Regions from separate parts of the Mus musculus genome. Here region 2 is linked to region 1. The links are chromatin contacts, called in public ChIA-PET maps. All regions are on one chromosome and are shown on one strand. Each heading gives the region's core, a stretch centred on a gene start, on an enhancer-like site or on the middle of the called end of the contact. The rest is flanking DNA. Distances are from core to core; before and after follow the strand shown. Region 1 holds the start of Slc17a9 (solute carrier family 17, member 9). Region 2 holds the start of Arfgap1 (ADP-ribosylation factor GTPase activating protein 1).

Region 1 (6,703 bases), core at 33-2,532:
AATGGCCTTGACCCTGCAAAATTCCCCAGAATTCTCAGCTACCATTTCTGACAAAGGCAACTGGAGGCACTACACAGGAGAAAGTGTAAAGATGGGAGTGAGGGTGGGGTGACAGGTTGGGGAGGGGGGGACAGGCAGAGCCATTAAATTGTAACCTACAGCAAAATTGGCAGAACATTTCATAGTTCTAAGAAAGCCCTGGGTGGTGCCTCCAGGGGCCAGGTGAAGCATAGGCCTTGGGATAAACATGGGGTAGGGAGGGAGGTGTTAAGCCAGAGAGGGAAGGAGAGCTAGTGAGGGCAGGCACATAGTGTGCCTCCTCTAGCAGAGTCTGACACTACTGTAACTGTCACTGGCGGTGGGGGAGGGTGGCGGGGGGGGGGGCGCTATGATCTGGTTCTGTGCCTCCCTGTGACCTGCTGTGCCCTCATCTGGTCTAGGTTCAGTGATGGTACTATCTTAAGGTCCTCTTTACACTTCCTGCCAGTAGATCCAGGGCTCTTGCCCCAGGTGACTGGGAGGTACCAAGGCTTGATCCTGAGTCTAGCACCTCCACGTGAGGACTGCAGGAACCAGAGCAGGGTGTGAGCTCTTTTAGGCCCCCATTTGAACCCTCACAGTGGTCCCATAGCCAGATGCCACCTTTGCCCCTGGTTTCTGTGGGGATGTTTGCCTGGAGAGTGCTGGAAACAGCGGGAACGGAATATGAATGAAGATGGGTAACGGCTGTTTTCCTCCCTAGTTTAGAAGACTCGTGAAGTCAGGACCTGCCTCTATGACTTAAGAGCTGCTGCATAGATCCCTATGCTGTGAGCATCTGTCCAGCCCAGTGCTCCCACCAAGCCTTACAGACACTACCCTGCCTCCCAGACCACAGAATTACTGTCAGGGAAAAGGGCAATGGAGCCATTTGCCTGATTTTGGCATTTGATTGGAGATGGGAGTGGGGTGTCTCTTTACTGGGTCCTCCCTCTACTTGGGGGCTAGGGCTGCTCAGCGAGGGGCATGGGAGTCCCAGGGAGAGTGAAGGTGGCAGGCTGCAGAATGGCTGGTAGACAGCCGCTAGAGTCTGGTGTTCCCTGAACTCAGGTCCTATGAAGTAGCACCTCAGCTCCCTTTCTAAACGTAAAAGTCCTCCTTGCCCCGACTTCAGCCACACCCCAATTCACCTGGACCACCGTGTATCCTCTGCTGCCGCAGAAGGGGTCTTGCGGGTCTCCTCTGGGATTGGCTGCATCAGGCTAGAGCGCTGGGATGGCATGGGCACCGCTGTGTACCGTGCCCTCCCACCTCAGACCTAGGACAACCCACAGGGCAGCACCGCCCAAGTCCACGTGTCAGTCCCAGTGCTTCCGTCTAACTCTCCCAGGACGTGTTGCCCCCGGAATTGAGTCCCCGCCCCACTGATGTCCCGGGAGGCAGGGCCAGGGACCTTCGAGCAACTAGAGGCTTACCACTGGGACTTCCTGCTGGGGAAGAGAAATCCCTGGGGGTTTTGTGGCCCGAGACCCGCCAGAAATAACTTTCTTGTCAGGAAAGTGAGCAGGTGAGCAGTGTGTATGAGTCTCCGTTGGTTCTACCCCCTCCCCCGCTCCGTGGGTGGGTGGAGGGGAGTGACAGAGTGCTCACAGGGTTGTGTTCTAGTCTAGTAAATATGTAAAGATAACTTTAAGGCAGTCAATTTTTTAAAATGGATCTCTTGGAGAACTGGGTTGGTAAGAGAACTGTAACACAGGTGCAAAGGGCAGCGAAGGTGGTCACTGATGTTGAAATCCTGGGCAAAAGTGTTCTGAGCACTGACCACAGACTAGGCTCTAGTTGGATCTCAGCCACACTTCATGGAAGGCTTCTGAGGCTCCTTGAGGTACTGCCTGCCTCATTCCTCCTGTATTCCCAATTATTCTAAACAAATGCCTCCCCCACACAGCTGCAGGCCAACTGGGACACACCCACTAAAGGCTTCACACTGCACTTAGAATCTCAACAGTTTCCACCCTCCAGAGAATGCCCTCTGAGCCTTCAACTGCCCAGCAGACAACAGGTCTTTATTTATGGTCATACACACTTGTACTAAAATATTAGAACCTGAAGCTAGGGTATAGCTCAGTTGTTAAGCGTGTGTTCAACGTGTGCAAGGTTCTGAACTCAATCCCCAGTTCTGGAAAAAAAACAATCTGGACCTAAAAGCCAGGTCAGTCTTCCATCCACATCAGCTATCCTGTAGGACACAAAGATGACGGCAGAGAAAGGCTTGCTTCCCTAGTGACCCAGGGACTGCCCTTAAGTATATGGTACTGACAATCACTATAATGTGCAGCTCTTCAGAAACTAGGAAAGATCCAGAATCACACAGCAGGAAACCTTCAGCGTTTCTGGGAGCAGGTGGACAAACGTAGAGAAGGGATGTGACCTTAAGTAGGCTGGGTGGAGGAACCTGCAAGACACTTGAGGTCAGCAGGAGCATACCACACAAGGTGTTGGGTATACATCTCAGGCCAGAGACTCACAGCAGGTGGAGAGGTGCTACACTGCCAGAGTTGAGAAGGCTGAGGTCAGGGGTTTGGGGGGGGCATTCCTCCCCAGGCTCCCAGTCACTAAAGCAGAAGGGATGGGCACAGCCACAGTTGCCTGAAAGAGGATCACATATGGTTGGGAGGTGACCATCACAAGCTGTTGGCAGTAGCTGGGGTAGACATTCTCTAGGCTTCTAGTTGATACTTGTGAGCTGCCCCACACCCAACTGACAAAACCATCCTTGCACTTCAAGATGGGAAATTTGATATGGAAACATTACAGAGTCAACGTCTGGCAGGGGGGCCACTTTCTTGTGCTGACTGACTCACTTGCTTATAGTCATCTTGACTGCTCAAACTGAATAACTAGATTTTACTCCACTGTTACTGACGAGCAACTGTGAGAAGTGAGACTTGAGGAGCCCAGATTGTAGTGTTGGATGTCTGTAGCAGTTAGGGCCAGACTGGGCTACACAGTAAGACCCTGCCTGAAAAGAAGAGAGATTTCTGTACTGAACATCATTTGCATCCACCTTCTAAGCCAAATGTGTACACTGTAGAGAAAAAGTTCAAGTAGCCATGTCTGAGTCCACAGGAAGCCATAGAGTGGACCTCACGATGACCGAAGATGCTCCTGTATGGCCAGTTTTATTCACAAAACAATCCCTGGGGCTCTGGAACAGTTCATTCTTTTTTTTGGATGCTGGTACCATCAGCTGAACCTTGTAAACACCCCAAATGCTGAGAAACACTGTCACCCTCAGCCAGCAGTATCCCTCACTTGCTATACCAGAGTTCTGGGTGACAGGATAGCCTGTTTTACTTTTGAGAACCATGCTGGAGGGGTTGTCAGGCATCTGACCTACAAGAAGGATAATTCCTGTGTATGCATGCACATGGGTGAGATGTGTTTATAGGAAGGGGGAAGTCAGAGCCATTTAGAGACTGACTTCCAGGCACTGCAGGTCCCACCTCTGAGGTCTGGCAGTCATGCATGGCAGAGTAGATTCAAGAGATGATCAGTCACATGAAGGAAAAGCAACTACACTGTAGTAGCCACCTTCCAAAAATCTCCCAATCCAGAGTCTCCACCAGACTTTCAGAAAGGCCAGGCAAGAGAACGTTTATCAGGACCTGTAAGAAGGTACTTCCTTGAAAAGTCACATGTGAGGAGCTGATTAAGAGCCCTCGTTCTTGCCAGGCGTTCTTGCCAGGCGTGGTGGCGCACACCTTTAATCCCAGCACTAGGGAGGCAGAGGCAGGTGGATTTCTGAGTTCAAGGCCAGCCTGGTCTACAAAGTGAGTTCCAGGATAGCCAGGGCTACACAGAGAACCTCCCCCCCCCCCAAAAAAAAGAGCCCTCGTTCTTACAGAGGCGTTTGATTTCTCGATAATTCAAGTTCCAAGGGATCTGATGCCCCCTCTTGACCTTTGTGGGCGCCAGACACACATAGGAAACATGGATATACATTCAGGCAGAACACGCATACGGGTAAATATAAAAAAATCTTGAAAAACAAAAGTCACAGACAGGAAGCACCCAGTAGTCACATCTCATGGTTACCGTTGGGTACAAGCAGTTCTGCAGTTTTCTTCTGTTAGTGTTATACTGGACAGTAATCTGACATAGATGTAGGGGGCATGAATGAGCTGCAGACAGAGCAGACTACTATAGTCATACCTGCCATGACACCACACATTCCTGCCCCACCAGTCCACCAGATTCATATGTAACCCCATCAATGGGTTTACTGTCCAGGCCTTAATACCACTATAGCCATTCTTGGCTTCTGGAACAGACTATCTCAGGGCACATTACCCAGTGCATAGACGTGTGTTAGAGTCTGCAATGGGAAGTAACATGGGGCAATCACATTTTTTTTTCTTTCATGTAAATATAAAAGTCTCAAGTCGGATGGCATTCCAAAATTGAGGGAACCCATTTATGATAGGCAGATGGTACCTCAAGCCTCTCAGACTCAACATGCAAGAGCTCACACTCGAGCACAGCAGAGGTCTCTACCACTGGACGTTTAGCATTACCCACTGGAAGTGTGAGGGAAGAGTGAGTGATGGTGAAGAATGCCATGTCATGGCACTGCCACAAGGCTCAGGGATGACAAGGCCCTACCTACGTGCAATCACGACCCACCACACAGTGCGCGACACTCCCAGAGTGTGCTGCTTGGCTTCCTGGGAGGCTTCGTCTCACTGTATTTCCTTCAGACCTGAGAAAATGGCAATGGAGACGTCCAGTGTGGGAGCTGCCGCATACTGCGCAGGGTCCCCACAGTCATCACATCCTGGGGCCCAGGACGGCTGCAGCTGCCAGCTGGTGTGGACTGGCTCTATGCTGTGGCACTGCTGGCGTGGAAACAGAGCAAAGTCAACAACACGCAGTTACACCTTCCCACTCTTCCAGCTCTAATACACTGAGAAGCTGGTCAGTAATTCTCTTTTGTGGTACCTCTTTAGGGAAGGAGCGGGAAAAGAGCTTTCAGACAACCATTCTGGGAAAAACATAAGAACTTTTACTAACAAATTCACAGCAGGCACCCAGAAGCTACCCGACCTGTACTCAGATGATATGTGGCAGGGATACAAATACCCCCAATGAAGAATTACAATTACATATACACATGAGTGCTCCAGCGAGCTAGAGGTTTATACAGACTCTGCATCTCCTGCTGGCAAGGCGGCTTACTAAGAATCTGAAAAAAGCAATGTTTGTGAAACAAAAAATATGCATGGTGTCAGAACGAGACATGTCAACAAAGCAGCAGTAAGCAAAGGCTGGTGAACAGTCTATACCCCTGCATGGTGTCCCCTGCACACAATTCAGCATGTTGAAATGCAGGGGTGTAGACACACTGTTCTGTTAACCTGACATTTGGAATTTGGTCTTTTGATTGTTCTGAGACTGGAGAGCAACAACCTGGAAGGGAATCCCACTTCTTTCTCTTGATCACATCAGTGTCATTATCATGGAACATCTAAGAATCCCTCTGGAAGGATTCTCCTGGTTTCTCCTCTTCAAAACTAATAGCACAAAAGAAAATAAAGATGACATACTGCCCACCTCAGTTCTACAGGCCCCACCTCAAAGTCACTATACAAAGTCTTCAACTACATACACTATGGGGGCGAGGAGGGGGTCTCAAATGCCAAACCCAAATCATAATTCAAGAGACAAAACAAATTCTCATCTTTAGTGTGCAAAGATTACCACGCTTTAGAAAATTTCAAACTTGGTTTTTCCTTGCACAGCTCTACGTATGACGTTGGAGAAGAGTACCAGAATATTCTTGTCTCGTTTATTTCAAGGCACTTTCCATCAAAAGGTGCAAATAGAAATAAAGCTACTTGGTCTGCTCTAACAGGAAAAGTCTACATGTAAATCCTTGGAGGGGGTTTCTAGGCACTAACAGACCATGGATAAGCAAGCAGTTCTATTTGACGTTCTCCAGAGTCACTGGTATCTGTGGCATCAGCTAAGCTACTGACTGAAATGTTGGTAAATTGTCAACTCCTTGTCTTACAGCCACTGAACATTTTATGCATGCAACAAGCCTCCTGTGTATTTGAGGATAATCCCTACAGAGAGAACCTCCATTACTATACATCTCATGCCCTCTAATTTTAAGAACACGTCAAAGTGATTAGCTATATAAGTAATCATATATATATATTAACAAAAGATACAAATATGCTAGCTATCTGGTACTTTTTCATATAAGAAAAGATCTTATGTATAATATAGCCTTGGCTGGACTGGAAAAACCCTTCCTCAGCCTTGTAAATGCTGTAATTGCAGGCAGGAGCCACCATGCCTGGCTTTATATGGTGCTTTAAAAACAAACACTTAATCTTCGATACTCCTTCCCAACTTCTGTTTCATTTAATCTATTAGCTACCTGAAAATTAAAACTTCCTTTTCCTCTGCCTTAAAAAAAGACGTGTGTGTATGTGTGTGTGTGTTCTTGTGCCTGCCTGCCTATGTGTATGTGGAGGCCAAAGAGGACATCAGATTCCTTGGAACTGAAGTGACAGGAATTTGGGGGATGCCTGACTTTTCTGGGTGCCGGACTCTGGTCTTCATGATTATTTGTCATGTCTTCTTAACCAAAGGCACGTCTCTCCTGAAACTCCTCTACCTTATTCTTATCCTTACCCCAGATGGGAGGTTACAT
Region 2 (7,056 bases), core at 316-2,815, 240 kb before region 1:
GTTTTTTCAAGACAGGGTTTTTCTGTGTAGCCCTGGCTGTCCTGGAACTCACTCTGTAGACCAGGCTAGCCTCGAACTCAGAAATCTGCCTGCCTCTGCCTCCCAAGTGCGGGGAACAAAGGCATGCTCCACCACTTACTTCCCTGCTCAAATTAATCATCTTAAATGTTGCTTAATAACATGAAAATAAGTATCTCTCAGTTTAACCAGCCTAAAGAAGGCCTCAAGAATCCTTTTTTTTTTTTTTTTAAGATTTCTTTCTTGGGTGGGCTCACAAGTGCATGCCTAGAAGCCTAGAAGGTGGGAGCTGAGTATCTCCTTCCTCCAAGTGAGTACCAGGATCAAACTCAGGTAGTCAGGCTTTGTGGCAAGCACCCCTACCTGGTATCCATATCACCCACCCTTAAGAATTCTTAATAGCTGAAATGAAAAAAAAAACAACAAAATACTCTTCCTTCAGGCAGACATACCTAGTAGATAATGAAGCAAATAAGGATTTCAAACTTTAGTGAGCTACATGTCACACTAGAGAACATTTGCTTCTTAAATGGGACGTGATGTACATCTGAGGTCAAAGGGGACATCTAGGGACATAGCTTGGCCCTAAGGCTACACAGTATGGGTGACCAAAAACCGTTCAGAGAACACAAAGAACCCATGTCTAAGTTATGCTTCTTCACTCTGAAGAACAGACGATATCAGATCATCACCTCGTCCAGAACTATAGTTAGGGCTTCAATGCTCTAAACATTGCACAGCTATGGAACAGTGTATATTACTTCTGACTTGTGGGTGCCTTAAGAGTGCAAATACAGTATATTCTATTGCCAGGTACAATTGAGAAAAAGTTTAGAAGCTTGATCCTGTGGGGGTCTGTTGTTGAGATGTTTTGTTTTTCCTCCTTCCGCAGAGGACTCACTTCAGAGACCAAGAAGGGAAAAATCAAACAAACTGAGGTTAGAAAACCTGGCTTACCGGCACCTCTGGACAGAATCTTCTTTCGAAGTGAAGGGCTGAGGCCCTTTCCCGACAAAGTGGGCAGTGCAGAACCAGTCTGCGTCCAAGACTGCTCGGGACCAGAGCGCTGAGGGGCCACGTAGGTCCCTGCAACCGCTAGGCTGAAGGGCGGTAAAGCTCACAGGCCGGGAGGCAGGGGAGGGGGGGTCTGGACGGCCGCACACTGGGATCCTGGAGTTTGGGGTCCGAGGAACAAAAACGTCACGGGTCGAAGGACTGGAGAACCCGGGGCCAGGAAGCTGGGAAATGGGAGGTACGCGGGAGGCACCGGGGAGTAAGTCAGGGCTGAAGACCGGGGGCGTCGGACAGTCACGGTATTGGGGGACCAGGGGCCTAGGGCTGCAGAATCGAGGATTACAGGGCCAGGAACTGGGTGATCTGAGAGCCGGAAGGGCAAGGAACTGAGGGTCCGCGGATGCCCGGTGTCCTGGCCGCAAACTCACCTGCTGCCCCCAGGAGGTCGGGTCCGGCCGAGGTGCCAAGCTGGACTAGGCGCTCAGATCCCCCCACCAGCCGCCAGCAGCTTCCGGCTACGTCGCGCTTTGCAAGGGCTCATGGGAGGCCTCCGAGGCGGTACTTCCGCCTCTGTGCGCGAGCCCGAGGCGAGGCTTCTTTTCCGGTCTGTCTAAACCTTCGGCTGAGCGCCAGGTTTGCAGGGTTGCCTCTGCGTGGGCAGTGCGGCAGGGCAGCGCAGATGGATCCGGGCTGCGCTATCTCCAGCGGGATTCTAGGGCGTCCACGGTCTCGACCAAGCCCGGGAACAAGGGACTTCCCGTGGCTTCTGTCAACTCGAACTCCGACCCGTGGTTTAAAATAGACTTGGGCAAGCAGTTCTGGTCAAATCAATGTATTTAGTAGCCGGCGGGTTTTAGTTTTGTGTTCACTTTGGGCCGCCCTGTGTCACTAATTCCTTCCTCATTGGCCTTTTGACGGTTTTGCTTGGGCTTTTTATTTTTATTTACTTGTTTGTTTATTTATTTTTTAAGAGACTGGGTTTCTCTGTGTAGCCCTGGCTGCCCTGGAGCTAGCTGGCTTCCAACTCTAAGATCCGCCTGCTTCTGCCCCCCCGAGTGGATCAAAAGATGTGAGCCATCGCCGCCCGGCTCGTTTGACTTTCAAATTGGCCAAAAGTCAATGTTTTATTGAGGTCAAATCAAACGTACCTGCATCGAAACTTACCGTGAGGCATTTTATCAAATTCAGATCCATACAGTTGGGACCTCAAGGGACAGTGGATCCCTTTCTCCATCCACTGTTGGAGTTTCTTTCACAGGTTTAGAGCTTTGTGTAAAGAGAGAAACAAAAAACGTAGCCTTAAGTCACTTAACCACAGCCTGATATTGTTATTTGAGATAGACTTTCACATCATAGCCTAATTTAGCCTGGAACTCGATTCAGCCTCCTGAGTTCTGGAATTATAGACACCCCACCTAGCTTCATAACATGGCATTTCTGTTTTTGTGAGAAAGGCTCTTATGTATACCAGGATGTTCCAGAACTCATACCTGCCCTCTGCAGGCTAACGTAGTGGCCAAATGCAGGGGACAGGAAGCTTACTAAGAACATAAGTGGCAAATTCCTTAATTGCAGCACTGGGGAGGCAGACAGGTCTCTGACTTCCAGGCCAGCCTGGTCTACAGAGTGAGTGCCAGGCCAACCTGGGCTATACAAAGAAATCCTACCTTTACAAACAAAAGAACAAAATCTAAGCCAGATATAATGGCTCAACCTTCCACCTCCTATAAACTTAAACACATACACATAACCATGTGAAGCCCAGGGCATAAGAAAATGGTGGCTGGAACCTCCGGTAAGGGTTCTGTGATTCTACTTTTATCATGAGGATGTGTTAATGGCCTCACCACCACTACCACACATCTAGCCATTGTTGGGCTGCTTTGCTTATTTTTTTTTTTTTCTGGCTGAGGGCAGCCATGGTGACTGTGCCTCTCAGTGGTGATGATCATGTCATGCTCAGATGACACTACAACATAAATAACAGAAAAGTAGTCAAGGCCTTGAGCTCAGACCCTCGATGTGGCCCAGCATGGTCCAAACGGTTCCTTGGCTCCCAGGGAAGGTAGCAGGGAGGAAACAGCTAGACCTACACAAGCTAGGTGTGTTGAAGTACATTTTGTACATGTGAGCTTGTGAAGGTATGTATGTACTTGTTCATACATATGTAAATGCATGCCTGCGTGTATATGCACTTGGTGTGTAGGTCAGTATTACATGTGTGTGGTGTGTGGGCGCTGTAAGTCTAATATCTCATTACCAGGCTCATAGGACTCTGGTTCACCACACTTCATCTATATAGAGATAATAGTTATGGCTTGTGCTGAGGGCAGATGCTTCTTCAGGACCATTGTGTAAAACAGGCCATGCTATCTATGTATACATTGCACAGCTACCCAAGACACAACCTAGGGCGTGGGACTAACATTTCAGGGTTCTGTGGCAGACAGAAGTGCAGATCTGGGCTTCTCTCCCACCCATAGCCTTCAGGTCAAGCTGGCTGAAACGCTGCTTGGCAGGTAAGAGCAAGCAGACCGGACCTATAGCTCATCTGGAAGCATCTTGGCCAGCGTAGTTTGTGGTTCTCAGCCTTTACTCACCTTGATTAAGACATCTCAGCTGGGCAGTGATGGCACACGCCTTTAATCCCAGCACTTGGGAGGCAGAAGGAGGCAGATTTCAAAGCCAGCCTGGTCTACAAAGTGAGTTCCAGGACAGCCAGGGCTATACAGAGAAACCCTGTCTCGAAAAAAAAAAAGGGGGGTGGGGGAACCTCAATTGTAAAAATGCCTCTGGAGCAGTGGTTGAGACCTTCCTAATGCTGTGACCCTTTAATACAGTTCCTCATGTTGTGGTGACCCCCCCAACCATGAAATTACTTTTTTGCTACTTCATAACTAATTTTGCTACTGTTAAAAATTGTAATGTAGTGCTGGCAAGATGGCTCAGCAGTTAAAAGCATGGACTGCTCCTCCAGAGGTCCTGAGTTCAATTCCCAGCAACCACATGGTGGCTCACAACCATCTGTAATGAGATTGGGTGCCCTCTTTTGGTGTGTTTGAAGATAGCTACAGTGGACAGTGTATTTATTTAATAATAAATAAATACATAAATAAATAAATCTTTTTTTAAAAGAATCATTTTTTTAGAAGAATCATAATGTAAACATTTGATATGCAACCCCAAAGGAGTCTCAATCCACGGACTGAGAACCGCTGCTCTAGAAAGATCAGGCTGTAAATTAAGCAAGCATGTAGTGTGTTAATCAGTGACTGATACGGAAGGGCTGAGATTGTAAGTGGTGGTCCTAGGTTCTATAAGAAGCAGGCTGAGCAAGCTACTGGGTGTAGGCTAGTCAGCAGCATCCTCCATAGCCTCTGCATCAGCTCCTGCCTCCACGTTCCTGATCACAGCAGTAGTAACCCTAACACACTGCTCCAGGAAGCACCAGCGCTTGAATCGACCAGCTCAGATGTGAAAGCCCTTGAGTTTAAGCTCACCCTGAGAACATTCTCCACAGAGCATTGAGCTCCTTGACCTTAGATGTTAATCACCAGCGTTCAGTCAGGGTGCTTCCCTGACTGGCCTCCAGGGGGCAGGCCAGCCTACTTGGGGATTCATCAGAAACAGCCCCATCTTCCAGTCTCCTGAAAGTCTGTGAAGGAAAATATCGCCGTGGAAGAGCTAGATAGTTCTGGCAGGCCACCCAGGGTTGGATGCAAAGAGCTGATGCAAGGAGGACTGACTGTGTGCAAGTAACCTGGATTCCAGACCTGGAAGGAAAGCTCTTGCCTTGTGTGATAATTGGAGTAAACAGTGATAAAAAAAGTTCCTGGTAACAAGAGGCCGTAGTAAACAGCCTGCTTGGCCTGAGCTGGCCTTCCAGTCAGAAGGCAAAGCTAAGCCCTCTGGTGTGAGGCCTGTTGAAGAATTCCGAGTTCACAAAAGCAAAATGGTGGGTGATCCTGAACCCTCACTACTGGACCTGTTATTTACTATCCCAAATTGCAAGTGTACCGTCCGGCTAACACCCTGAAATAGACAATACAGACAACACAAGGCCTTTGTGGGTCATGTTCAGCCCTTGTGACGAGTTGGAAACCCAGTGCCCATACTCCATCCTCTATGGGCCTTCTGGGTGCTCATGGCATTTAGCACCTCTCTCCAGAAAACAGGCCTCTCTGGTCAGAGGAGCACACACACCAGACCTTAGCCGACGGCACGAGCACCCACTCCTCCTCTGATGAGCAGGGTTGAGTCGGTTGAGGTTGATCTCCAGCTGACAACGTACCTACTGCATCAGCTCCTCCTTTCTCCTAGGAACTCACTACATAGCCTGGAGAGCCAGATCATTCCCAGTGCCTAGTGCAGTTCCACTTCTTGCCATGTCTCCCTTTCTCTTTACCATGTGCTCAGCAGAGCTGTGCCACCTTCCAGAGAAGATTTTACTTTTTTTTTTTTTAAGTGAAGCTGAGGCTAGATAGCAGGGATTAGCCATTGTACACCCCCATTGAAGACTTTGCTTTCCTGTTTTGTTTCTTCTGCCTACTACCTTCAAATCCTTCCTGAATCAGGAGAGAAGAATGTGAGCTGGCTCAGGTCCACCCAGATAAGGAAGGCTGCTGCAGTGAGATCTCTGGACTTTGGATGGTGGGAGGGGCCTTGATATTGAGAAGGGCCTGGTAGAATCCAGTCTGTCAGCTGCAGTCTTACAGTGTTCAGGGAGGCCTGGAGTTGGGATAGAGGGAACTAGAGGAATGCCAGACAGAGCAGGTGACACCATAAGGTCAAGAAGCCATACAGGCTTCAGAAGTGCAACTGTCCTTGGAGGGGAGTCTTGGATCGTCCTTCCATTCTAACCCAAGGATCTCACAGCCATGTTGAGTCACATCTGGTTGCTAAGAATGTGCCAGGGCTGCCCATCTCCTCAGATTGCAGGCTTTGTGGCTCACATCTCCAGATTGTGATGGCCAGGACCCAAATACTCCCTGTGCCTTAGCTCCTCCCATTCCTGTCTTAGATGGGAGTCTTTCTTGATTCTAGTTGCTAGAGACAGAAACCCAATATTAAATGATGGACACAGCAGAGAGAATGTATTAAATCTGTTGAAAGCCGGACATTGGAGAGCAGACAGTCCACAACCTGCAGTATAGAAAGCAAGCTGCCTCTGTGCTCCTCAGATACCAGGCACACTTTCCCTGCATTGTAAGGGTGTTTTTAATTCTTTGTGACCTCAGCTCCAGTGAAGCTGACAGCCTTCCTGAGAAAAACGCTAATGACAGATTGGTGGGACTTTGTTGGTCTTTTTTATTCTCTATAGGTTGCTTAGACTAGGCTGACCCCTTTCAGAGCCAGCCATGGGAGGATATGTGATAGACGCTAGCAGCTGGAGATTTGTAGATCCAGATAACAGTAACACTGCATACACATATATAGGCTGGCTTGCATGTGTACAGGAGTCTCAATGTGAGAAAAAGCCCAGGGAAGGACATTAGAATGAATCCTCCTGTCCCAGAGAGCCTGGGAGGAAGAATGGCTGAGGTGTGGTAGCTGCACCTTTCCCTGTCCAGGAGCTGAGAGAGAAACAGGATGCCGGATCCCTGCTGAAGGGAGAGGAAAGATTTCTAGAGGTCAGGAGGATCAGGAAGGCTAGTTGACATGAGTGTAGGAGCCATGACTTCAGACTTGTTAATAGCCAGCCCTTGATACCCAATACAACCCAGGAGCCTAGGGCTGGTTTGCACAGGAAAGATAGGAGTGTTGTGAAATCTGTGAAGGGATAGAGGACCCACAGGATGAGACCCTGAGGGCTCTGGAGAGTTAGTGGGTAGAGGAGTTGGTGCCTATGGGAAAGCTGAGAAAGGAGTCAGTGGGACCAGGGGGGCCTGGGATAGTCAGCAATGGACTCAAACCTACCCTAAGGGCAACAAGACAAGTGGGTGGAGATTAGGCTATAAGAGGACCGCACAAGGCCATCTGACCAAGGCTGATCCCCACAGTGGTGCTAAGCAGTTGAAGGCTGCA

What was found. ChIA-PET counts read pairs in DNA pulled down with a chosen protein or histone mark.
Region 2: a contact with region 1 is called in an RNA polymerase II ChIA-PET map of effector CD8 T cells, with 10 read pairs. The contact joins the promoter of Arfgap1 here to the promoter of Slc17a9 in region 1. A contact is called at or near these places in 3 of 39 promoter capture datasets (the 3T3-L1 cell line, liver and maxillary cranial neural crest), 3 of 484 Hi-C or Micro-C datasets (the G1E-ER4 cell line, forebrain and uterus), 8 of 115 datasets of contacts at active chromatin or transcription factors (effector CD8 T cells, embryonic stem cells, extraembryonic endoderm stem cells and 4 more) and 2 of 9 other capture datasets (adipose tissue and liver).

Annotation. Positions count from the first base shown.
Region 1 is chr2:180,719,918-180,726,620 of GRCm38.p6, reverse strand. Slc17a9 (solute carrier family 17, member 9) reads right to left here and starts at 1,282. Exons shown (of 13, transcript NM_183161.3): 1 at 1,170-1,282. The coding sequence starts at 1,261. Gm30455 (a long non-coding RNA gene) reads left to right here. Exons shown (of 2, transcript XR_003953988.1): 2 at 743-4,964. Gid8 (GID complex subunit 8) reads right to left here. Exons shown (of 5, transcript NM_001289652.1): 5 at 5,022-6,703.
Region 2 is chr2:180,961,734-180,968,789 of GRCm38.p6, reverse strand. Arfgap1 (ADP-ribosylation factor GTPase activating protein 1) reads right to left here and starts at 1,565. Exons shown (of 14, transcript NM_145760.3): 1 at 1,461-1,565; 2 at 976-1,188.